Linked DNA regions of Triticum aestivum: region 1 is linked to region 2. A link is a contact called in public HiCAR-type data. All regions are on one chromosome and are shown on one strand. Each heading gives the region's core, a stretch centred on a gene start, on an enhancer-like site or on the middle of the called end of the contact. The rest is flanking DNA. Distances are from core to core; before and after follow the strand shown.

What was found. HiCAR-type assays count read pairs that join an accessible place to other places.
Region 1: a contact with region 2 is called in a HiCAR-type map of leaf, with 3 times the contacts expected there. The contact joins two enhancer-like sites. A contact is called at or near these places in 1 of 5 Hi-C or Micro-C datasets (leaf) and 1 of 1 datasets of contacts at active chromatin or transcription factors (leaf).

The regions. Positions count from the first base shown.
Region 1 is chr1A:473,608,306-473,612,481 of IWGSC CS RefSeq v2.1, forward strand. No RefSeq gene overlaps it. Among protein-coding and RNA genes, the nearest start is that of LOC123151280, 110 kb to the right of the region's middle. Within about 2 kb of position 1,321, at least 2 of the 8 cell types and tissues checked have an H3K27ac peak or open chromatin away from gene starts, as enhancers often do. A contact at or near this core is called in leaf, where this site is marked.
Region 2 is chr1A:473,430,485-473,434,715 of IWGSC CS RefSeq v2.1, forward strand. No RefSeq gene overlaps it. Among protein-coding and RNA genes, the nearest start is that of LOC123151195, 62 kb to the left of the region's middle. Within about 2 kb of position 2,512, at least 2 of the 8 cell types and tissues checked have an H3K27ac peak or open chromatin away from gene starts, as enhancers often do. A contact at or near this core is called in leaf, where this site is marked.

The sequences.
Region 1 (4,176 bases), core at 71-2,570, 180 kb after region 2:
TCGAATTTGGTTTGAAGTCGCCGAAATGCATGAACTCGCCGTGTTTGCGCCGTTCAAAAAAATCCCGTGAAGCTGCGACTGGATGGCATCACGTCCCCCGCGCGCGTTTTGCGCCGGTGCGTACTCTGAGGACGATTTTTAGCGCCTACTGAGGGGCCAACGGCTGAAAATGGCCAATGGCTGAAAATGCTATTAGGGATCGGCGTTCCAGAAGATGTTGAGACGAGTCCGGTTCGTTCTCCTCGAGGCAAACGAAAGCATAGTCGATCCTAGATTCCTAGCAAATAAAGCACAAAACTTCTTGTCTGCTTGTGTCTCCGTCCAGCCGCAGATTCAACGGGACGACCAGCGGCACGCACGCTCCGTTGTCCTCTCCCGTGGCCGTCGACGAGAGCCATCTTCCTCTCGTCCGTGCACACGCTATCTTCGATCATTGCCAGTGTCGCCGTCACATCGGTCAAGCTAATCACTCCCTCCGTAATAAGAACGTATAGATCATTAAAGTATAAGCCCCGGCCCGGTACACGACGATAATAGAAATAAACCCGATCTCCGATCGGCACGAGTGAGAACCGGGTGGAGAACACCTGCGACTTTGGAGCTCGTCACGAAAGCGAAGCCTGCGTGTGCGCATGGCCTCTCTGACGAGACCCGCGCTAGCTTCCACGCACCGCGGACGCGACGTCTCTGACTGAGTTATTTAGAGAGCGGTCGCTGCACCTGCACCTGCAACTGCAACTGAACTTTCACGCGCGCACGCACTACTCTCTTTGATTAATCGATTTAATTAAAATGTACTGTATGCATGATAATCTGGCGTCATACGCACCAGGAAACCGTGACTGATTAAATCTTCTTTTTCTGACCGATTAAACCAGTCATCATTCGCCGAATCTCCGATCTTATCCGGTGTAAAACGGCGTTAACAATGAACGCCGAACTGACCAGTCCGTTGTTTATTTACTGAAGAAGAAAACGGTCACGTCGCACCGGTCGCCGCCTCGCCGGATCGCCATTGTATACTCATTCTGTGTGCTGTTCTGACGCGGACCATGCGTGGCGACGGCGTACACGACGGCATGACGTGCCCTGAACCTTAAGAAAATTAGAGGGAAGGTGTGTGCGCGCGCGCGTGTGGCTTTCAGAATTCCGCCCGTGGGACCTGTCGCTCGCGGTCTCAGTGGCGACCTTGACCTTTGCAGCCTTGCGTGGTCCATGTTCAAAGCTGTCGACGCAGGTTAGCGCGTACAGGATGCATCGTCGTCCTAGCTACTAGCATACTGAACTGTGGACATGACGGAGATCTCTCGCGGGCTCTGGACCTCTGGTGTGCGTGCGCACCGGCTATGCTGACGGGTTGAGCTTTGACCGTGGGGAAAAAGTGGACCCTCCGTAGTGTGTGCGTCATATGAATGTGATACTAGCTGATTAGCTGCTAGCTAGGCTGAATAGCTGTTTGTTTGACCCGATTGCGAGACTGCAGTGCTGCATGGGACCCTTCGCTTGCATAGTTGCATTGCTTGTTTGGGGGTCAGTGGTGAGGAAGAGCGTTGCAGCGCCCGAGCACCAGTGCTCTCTATATTTGACTTTTTCAAATTCGTATTTTTGAAATTTCAAAAAATATGAAATTATTTCCCAGGATGCATATACACATTCCGAATACCCGTTGCAAGTTTCGGTACAAATCTCGTTTTGTTTTGGACTCTAGAAAAAAAACAAATTTCTGACAATATATAGGAGAAAAAAGATGCCATTTTTGTCAGAAATTTCTCTTTTTTGTATTTCCCAAAATACAAAGTATTTCTTCTTTAGATTTCTACCAGTCCTTAGAAATATGTGTACGTATTCACATATTTGTTTTCAGATTTTTTTGAGCATTGAAAGTGTGTTTTTCAAAAAATTCAAATATCAAGAGCAATGGAGCTCGGCTTCTGCAGCCACTTTCTGGTCAGTGGTGGGCAGTCTTATTTTCCTGCGAGATCTTCACAGGCGGACGGCGACAGTACATCGGGTTGATCGTGGTGCAGAGGTTCAACGTACAGATGAGCTGCCGGACGATCAGTTAGAGCATCTACAATCAGGATTGCCAAATATGACCCATGTACGTGTGCAGACAGGTCAGTGCCCGGTTACCGCCAATATGTCCCCGCCCACAGCCGTGCTCCTTAAACATCCTCCCTAAAATCCGGCCCAATAGACAAAGTTTATCGGACATTATCACCAAACAGATCAACTAGATACAAAATAAACTAGATCGACGAACCGGGGCGACCGACATCATCATTTCCTTGTCGGGCCCTTCTCCTTGCAGTCACCTGAGCGGCGGCAGTAGTCCTCCGTGTAAGCATCCGCGATGGGAGGTGCGTCGTCGTCCATGCTCATCATGCCGCTGTTCGACGACGACGAGATGATGTGGGCGAGATGTCAGACAAAGCGGGTCTGCTCATTCGCATGCCGTGTCGCCTTGACCTTGGCAGTCTCCTTCTGCATCACGAGGCGCTCCGATTTTTCGATGATGAGCTGGAGTGCCTTCGCGTTCTTGCAGCGGACGTGCCTCGCGCCCGTCTCCACCGCGGTCAACGACGGGCGCAGGACAACGCACAGGAGCAACTCATCTAGGTCGAAAGGTGCGGATCTCGAACGTGTGCGGGAGGAGTCGGTCTCCACCGCCCTCTGCACGACCTGCTGCCTCTCACAACAGGAGACTTTTGCCTCCGACTCTGACATCCCCACCCGCTGGCTTCACGCGGGCACGAGCACCCAACGTTGTCCGGGAGGAACTGGGTGTTGGAAATATGATCAATTTACCAAATGATTTTATTAACAAAAATAGTAGATAAAGCATGACTAATATAGTAGAGATAAAACAAGTCACGCGTTCTGACAGAGAGAAGGTAAATAGCTTCTGCATATATGAACCGTAGCCTATCATATCTAAAGCAGACAGTATAGCAAGTAGCATATATGAAGTAGAACCTATCATGTGTAGGACATGGACTAGAACAAGGAACTGCGGCAGAACCTTTAACAGGAAAGATAAGAACACGTATGGGACAGCAGCAGCAGAAGCGTTGGACTTGGGGTCGGTGTCCTCGCCTGCCATGTCGTCGAGGAGGTCGTGGACGTCGGGGAAGAAGTCGTCGTCGGGGAAGTAGTCGTCGGCGACCGGATCGTCCGTGATGAAGCAGCCAGTAGTCGCGCTGAGCGCTCCCCAAAAACCTTATCACCCTTCTCCCGTACAGGACTCAAAAGGTGCGGTTTCAGAGGTCTACTGTCCCGACTCGCGGTGCACGCCGCAAGCCGGGATGAGGAAGACAACAGCAGTTCAGAGATTGGAACCGGTGGCGAGAGGAAGGAGAAGTTCTGGTGCGTCTCTCTGGGAGGAGCGACCTCCCTTTTATAGGGGCAAGAGAAGGAGGCGAGAGGTCAGCGACGGGAGGCGAAACGAAGAGACGGATGTGACGCCCGGATAATTAGGCTACAGTAATCCCGCGTTAACGATGCCACGTCACCTCGGTTACTGTTGCTACCCTCACGTTAGATCGAAACCGATTCTAATTCAAATTCAAAATCAAGCAAACAACAAAAGTTTTGAAACGCTAAAACAAAATTGTCCTAAATGTGTCAGATATATCATAGGTAATTGTGGTGGCCATACCAAACTCTAAAGAAGTGTTTAAAGGCTCTAAAAATAATTATGATAGTAGCAAAAACAATTAATTACATGCCTTTTTCAATTAATAAAATACTAAACAGTTTTAGTTTGTCACCAAACTTTTTGTGGCATCGGGGTATTTTGAAACACTAATTTGGGTACTACTTATATATTTTATAAAACAAATATAAATAGTAAATAAAATAGAAAACTAATAAACAGAAAATAAATAAAAACAAAAACTTAAACAAAAGAGAAAAAGGAAGAAACCCCCCTCCCCCTGGGCCGATTGGCCCAGCTAGCCAGCAGGCCACCAGCCCAAAAGGCCCAACCGGCCACCCCACTCCCCTTATCCCCCCATCCCCGAAACCCTAACCCACAACCACCACGCACGCCCCCCCCCCACTCCACCTCGCTCTCTTCCCCCCCGATCTGGATCGAGATCGGGGGCTCGCCCATTTGCTCGGGGCCGAAGCCCCCTCGCCGGCGCCGTCCGTCTCCGACCCCTTCGCCCTTCGCCC
Region 2 (4,231 bases), core at 1,262-3,761:
TATGTACTTGGATCTGATTGATTCTAGCCCAATCCCGAGATCAATTCATATTTGTCAAACTAAAGTTCCGTTGAGAATCAAGGTTTTCATGTGGTTCGTTCATAAGTAAGTGATACTCACCAAAGATAATATGCTTAAGCGCAATTGGGTAGGCAATTCACATTGTTGTTTCTGTGATAATGATGAAACAATACAACATCTTTTTATCGATTGCCCTCTCGCTAAGCTTCTTTCACGTAATCTTCAAATAGCCTTTAATATAAGCCCTCCAGTTAGTATCGACATGTTATTTGAGACATAGTTGACTCGAGTGGAATTAGTTATTACGGGACGTATGCAGGATCGATATGATCTTTAACAGACATAATCTTTTGAATTTCTTGCAAGTTATATACAGAGCGTCTGCTTGGATCCGTACGTGGTCGTTACTCACTCCTACGAACTCCAGGAAGCGTTTGATTACTGGGTGCAACTGACGAGAGACGGTAGCATAGGTTATCTACAGTCGGTTGGGATGGCGGATTACTAATAGGATAGATGTTTAGTCGTCTGATCCTGTTCATTGCCGGTTGTGGCTTTCTTTATTTATTTTGCTTTTTATGCTCCTTCTACAAGCTGCACTGCAATGTGGACCTTTATTTGCTGAACTTCTAATAAAATGGCCACATGCATCGTTCTGATGCAGAGATTGGAAATCTTTCCTCCTTTAAAAAAAAATCCACGGAGCCGTTCCCATCGGCTCACATATCTTGGAAAGAATTGTTTGCTTTACTTGTGTTGAAATCAATCCAGTTTAATGCAAACAAAATTAGTGCGTTACTGGAGTGGGCATGCCATCGTACCCTACGTTCTTTCTTCTATTCCTATATGCATTTGCAATTCCGTGAATGAGAAACCACACCCATTTTGTTTGCATTCACGGAATTGCAAAAGGGGCGACAGTCATAGCTTCGGCTCCAATGGCTCCTTTGGCTGCTCCGCGTCGCCCTCCGCCTATATCTACGTGTCGAGATTGTTGAAGAGCGCGTCTGTCGCCACCCATTCCTACTGGATGAACTGTCGGTTGGCCTCCACATAGGCCTTTTCCTCGATGAACTTCAGGATGGCCTGCTGCTCCACCATCTCGGAACGCTTGGGCGACTGCGAACTTCGCCTTCGCGTCCTCCATGTTGAAGCCCGTCGCCAGCTCCTGCTCCGGCCACTCCGCCTCGTCCTTTTCCGGATCCGCCACCACTATGGAAGCCGGTTGTTGCTCCTCTCCCCCCTCCTCTCCCGCTTCCTCCTCCTCCGGCCCCGGCGAGTCTGGAGGTAGCTCAACGGTGATACGGGCGGCGTGCACGCTGCGCCACACCCGGATCTCCTACTCGATCTGGTACCGTCGCTCCGATGTGAGCATAACGTACGTGGTTATCTTTTGCCGAACCATGGCGAGGCCGGAGAGCGTGGGAAAAGCGACGGAGCGGGAGACAGTAGGTGGATGCGCTCGGGCTGGCCGCACATAGATGGAGAAGGCGAATGTGGCTAGAGATACACCGGCCGACTTAAATAGCCGGATTTGGCCTCGGGCGACGAGCCAGAGCGGCGCCAGGCTGCGTTCACACAGTTATCGGAGGAGACGTTCATTGGGCCGTCGAATTTCCAAGCGATTACGTGTGAGGCCCTATCGTTAGTCCGACGTGACGGACGCGCCCGGGCTTCCTGGTGCCCTATATCCGTTTCATATTTAGACCGAATATGAAGGGTGCTGATTAGCCCGGCGTTTGAGGTCCTTTTGAGAAGCCCGTTGACAATTTTATAAGTGTCAGTGACCGGACCATCCACACCCAAACGTTTAAGGCGGGTACCGGCTGTAGATGCTCTAAGCAAGCACAAAACTCCTTGTCTGCTTATGTCCCCGTCCAGCCGTAGATTCCAACGGGACAGCCAACGGCACGCACGCTCCGTTGCCGTCTTCCTTTAGCCGTCGACGACAACCAGCGACGCCGCGTCTGTGCACACGCTAACCTGGATCATCGCCAGTGTCGCCGTCACATCGCTCAAGCTAATTATAAGCCCCGGTCCGGTACACGACGATAACAAAACCTGATCGGCCATTGGTACGAGTGAGAACCGGGACGAGAACACCTGCGACTTTGGAGCTCGTCACGAAAGCGAAGCCTGCGTGTGCACATGGCCTCTCTGACGAGACCCACGCTAGCTGCCACGCACCGCGGACGCGACGTCTCTGACTGATTTATTTAGAGAGCGGTCGCTGCACCTGAACTTTCACGCGCGCACGGGCTGCTCTCTTAGATTGATTCGATTAAAATGCATGAATGCATGATGATCTGGCGTCATACGCACCAGCAGACCGCGACTGATTAAATCCCTCTAGTTTGAACGATTAAATCAATCATCAGTCGCCAAATCTCGGAGGTTATCTGAAGAAAACAGTCACGTCGCACCGGTCGCCGCCTCGCGGGATCGGTATTCTATGGCCATTCTGTGTGATGCTCTGACGCGTAGCGCCGTAGCAGGCGTGGCTACGACGTATACACGATGAAATGACGTGCCCTAAACCTTAACAAAAGTAGAGGGCAGGTGTGTGCGCGCGCGTGTGGCCTTTCTGAATTCTGCCCGTGAAACCTGTCGCTCGCGGTCTCCGTGGTGACCTTGACCTTTGCGTGCCCCATGTTCAAAGCTCCCGACGCAGATTAGCGCGTCCCTAACGTAGCGTCTACTAGCATACTGAACATCCACGGGATCTCTCGCTGGCTCTCGACCTCTGGTGTGGTAGCTGACGGGCCGTGCCTTGACCGTAGAAAAAAAAGTGGACCCTCCGTGGGTTCTGCAGTGTTAGCTGATTAGCTGCTAGCTATACTGAATAGCGGTTTGAATTGAACTGTTGGCAACGAGCCCGCAGTTCTGCATGGGACAAGAGCTAGCCACCTTCGTTTACACATTGCATTGCTGGTTTTGGGGTCAGCAGTGCACCCCGTCGTCGACCGTCGATGTCATACTCAGCAGTGTACTCTCGACGCCGTCGACAGATCACATGGTACCCGGTGAAGACCATCGAAGCACCATGCTCTGTTTGCCGCTCCTCGGCGGGGTCGGGGCTGGGGGGAAGACCGACGAGCGGGGAGCGGCATTGCACTGTTGACTTGAACATCAGCCTGCCGGCCAGTGGCGGCTACAGCTCTGAAGAAGAGGTGCAGCAACAGCTTCAATAGATACAAAATCATGCAGGTGACTGATCGATACCACTAAAGCATATACGTGGTATGCAAATTCTGCACGCAGGTTCTTTTTGCTCGTGTCATGTTTGCAGCATAAACTACTCCCTCCGTTCTTAAATATTTGTCTTTCTAGAGATTTCAACAAATGACTACATACGAAGTAAAATGAGTGAATTTACACTCTAAAATATATCTATATACATCCGTATGTGATGGACACGGCTCCTCTCCCGTGCGCTAGGTGACGTTGGGCCGCTGACATGTGGGCCAGGTTTCCCACAGGCCCACATGTCAGTGGTAGAACGGCAGGCTGCCGAACGGTAGAGGATCCTCGCGCATATGTGATAACCATTTGATATCTCTAAAAAGACAAATATTTAGGAACGGAGGGAGTAGCAAATATTCCATGCATGTGTGCCCACAAGATATGAATCAAATACCTTAAATGGGTATTGTCCATGAGAGTATTTTCCATAGTTTTAAATAGCCAGCTATAGCTTTTCAACAGCGTGCCGCTAAATGGCCGCCTTCACAAATAGCTCGTTATAGCTGATTTGAAGACCCGCCGCTATTTAAAACGCTGGTATTTTCATAAAATATGTTTCGCAAATTGTAAATCTTACATGAGGATCTCGCCCTGTCCTAAATGGCATATGCTTTGTGAATTGTCAAAGTCAAGTTAGCAAAACCCCAAGCAATTTACCATGGTCTACAAGTTAAAGAAGAGAAAATATAGAGATAAAGTGTCAAGAGAAAAAAGAAGATTATGTGAAGAGACACTAGGACCATGCACAACGCCCTCTTTCATATTTCATCCCACCATGGACTGGTGGATCACAAATTAACTACCATGTCTCTCCTACCTACCACCTCAAGGGTAGTCTAGCTTGGTCATTTTTCAAGGACGGCCAGCATATAAAATCCTCCAATGGAGAGAGACACACACCCTCTGAGGGACCTTCTACAGCTTGGGGCTAGGTATCATGATCGGACGGAACTCAAGAGGCTTGGAT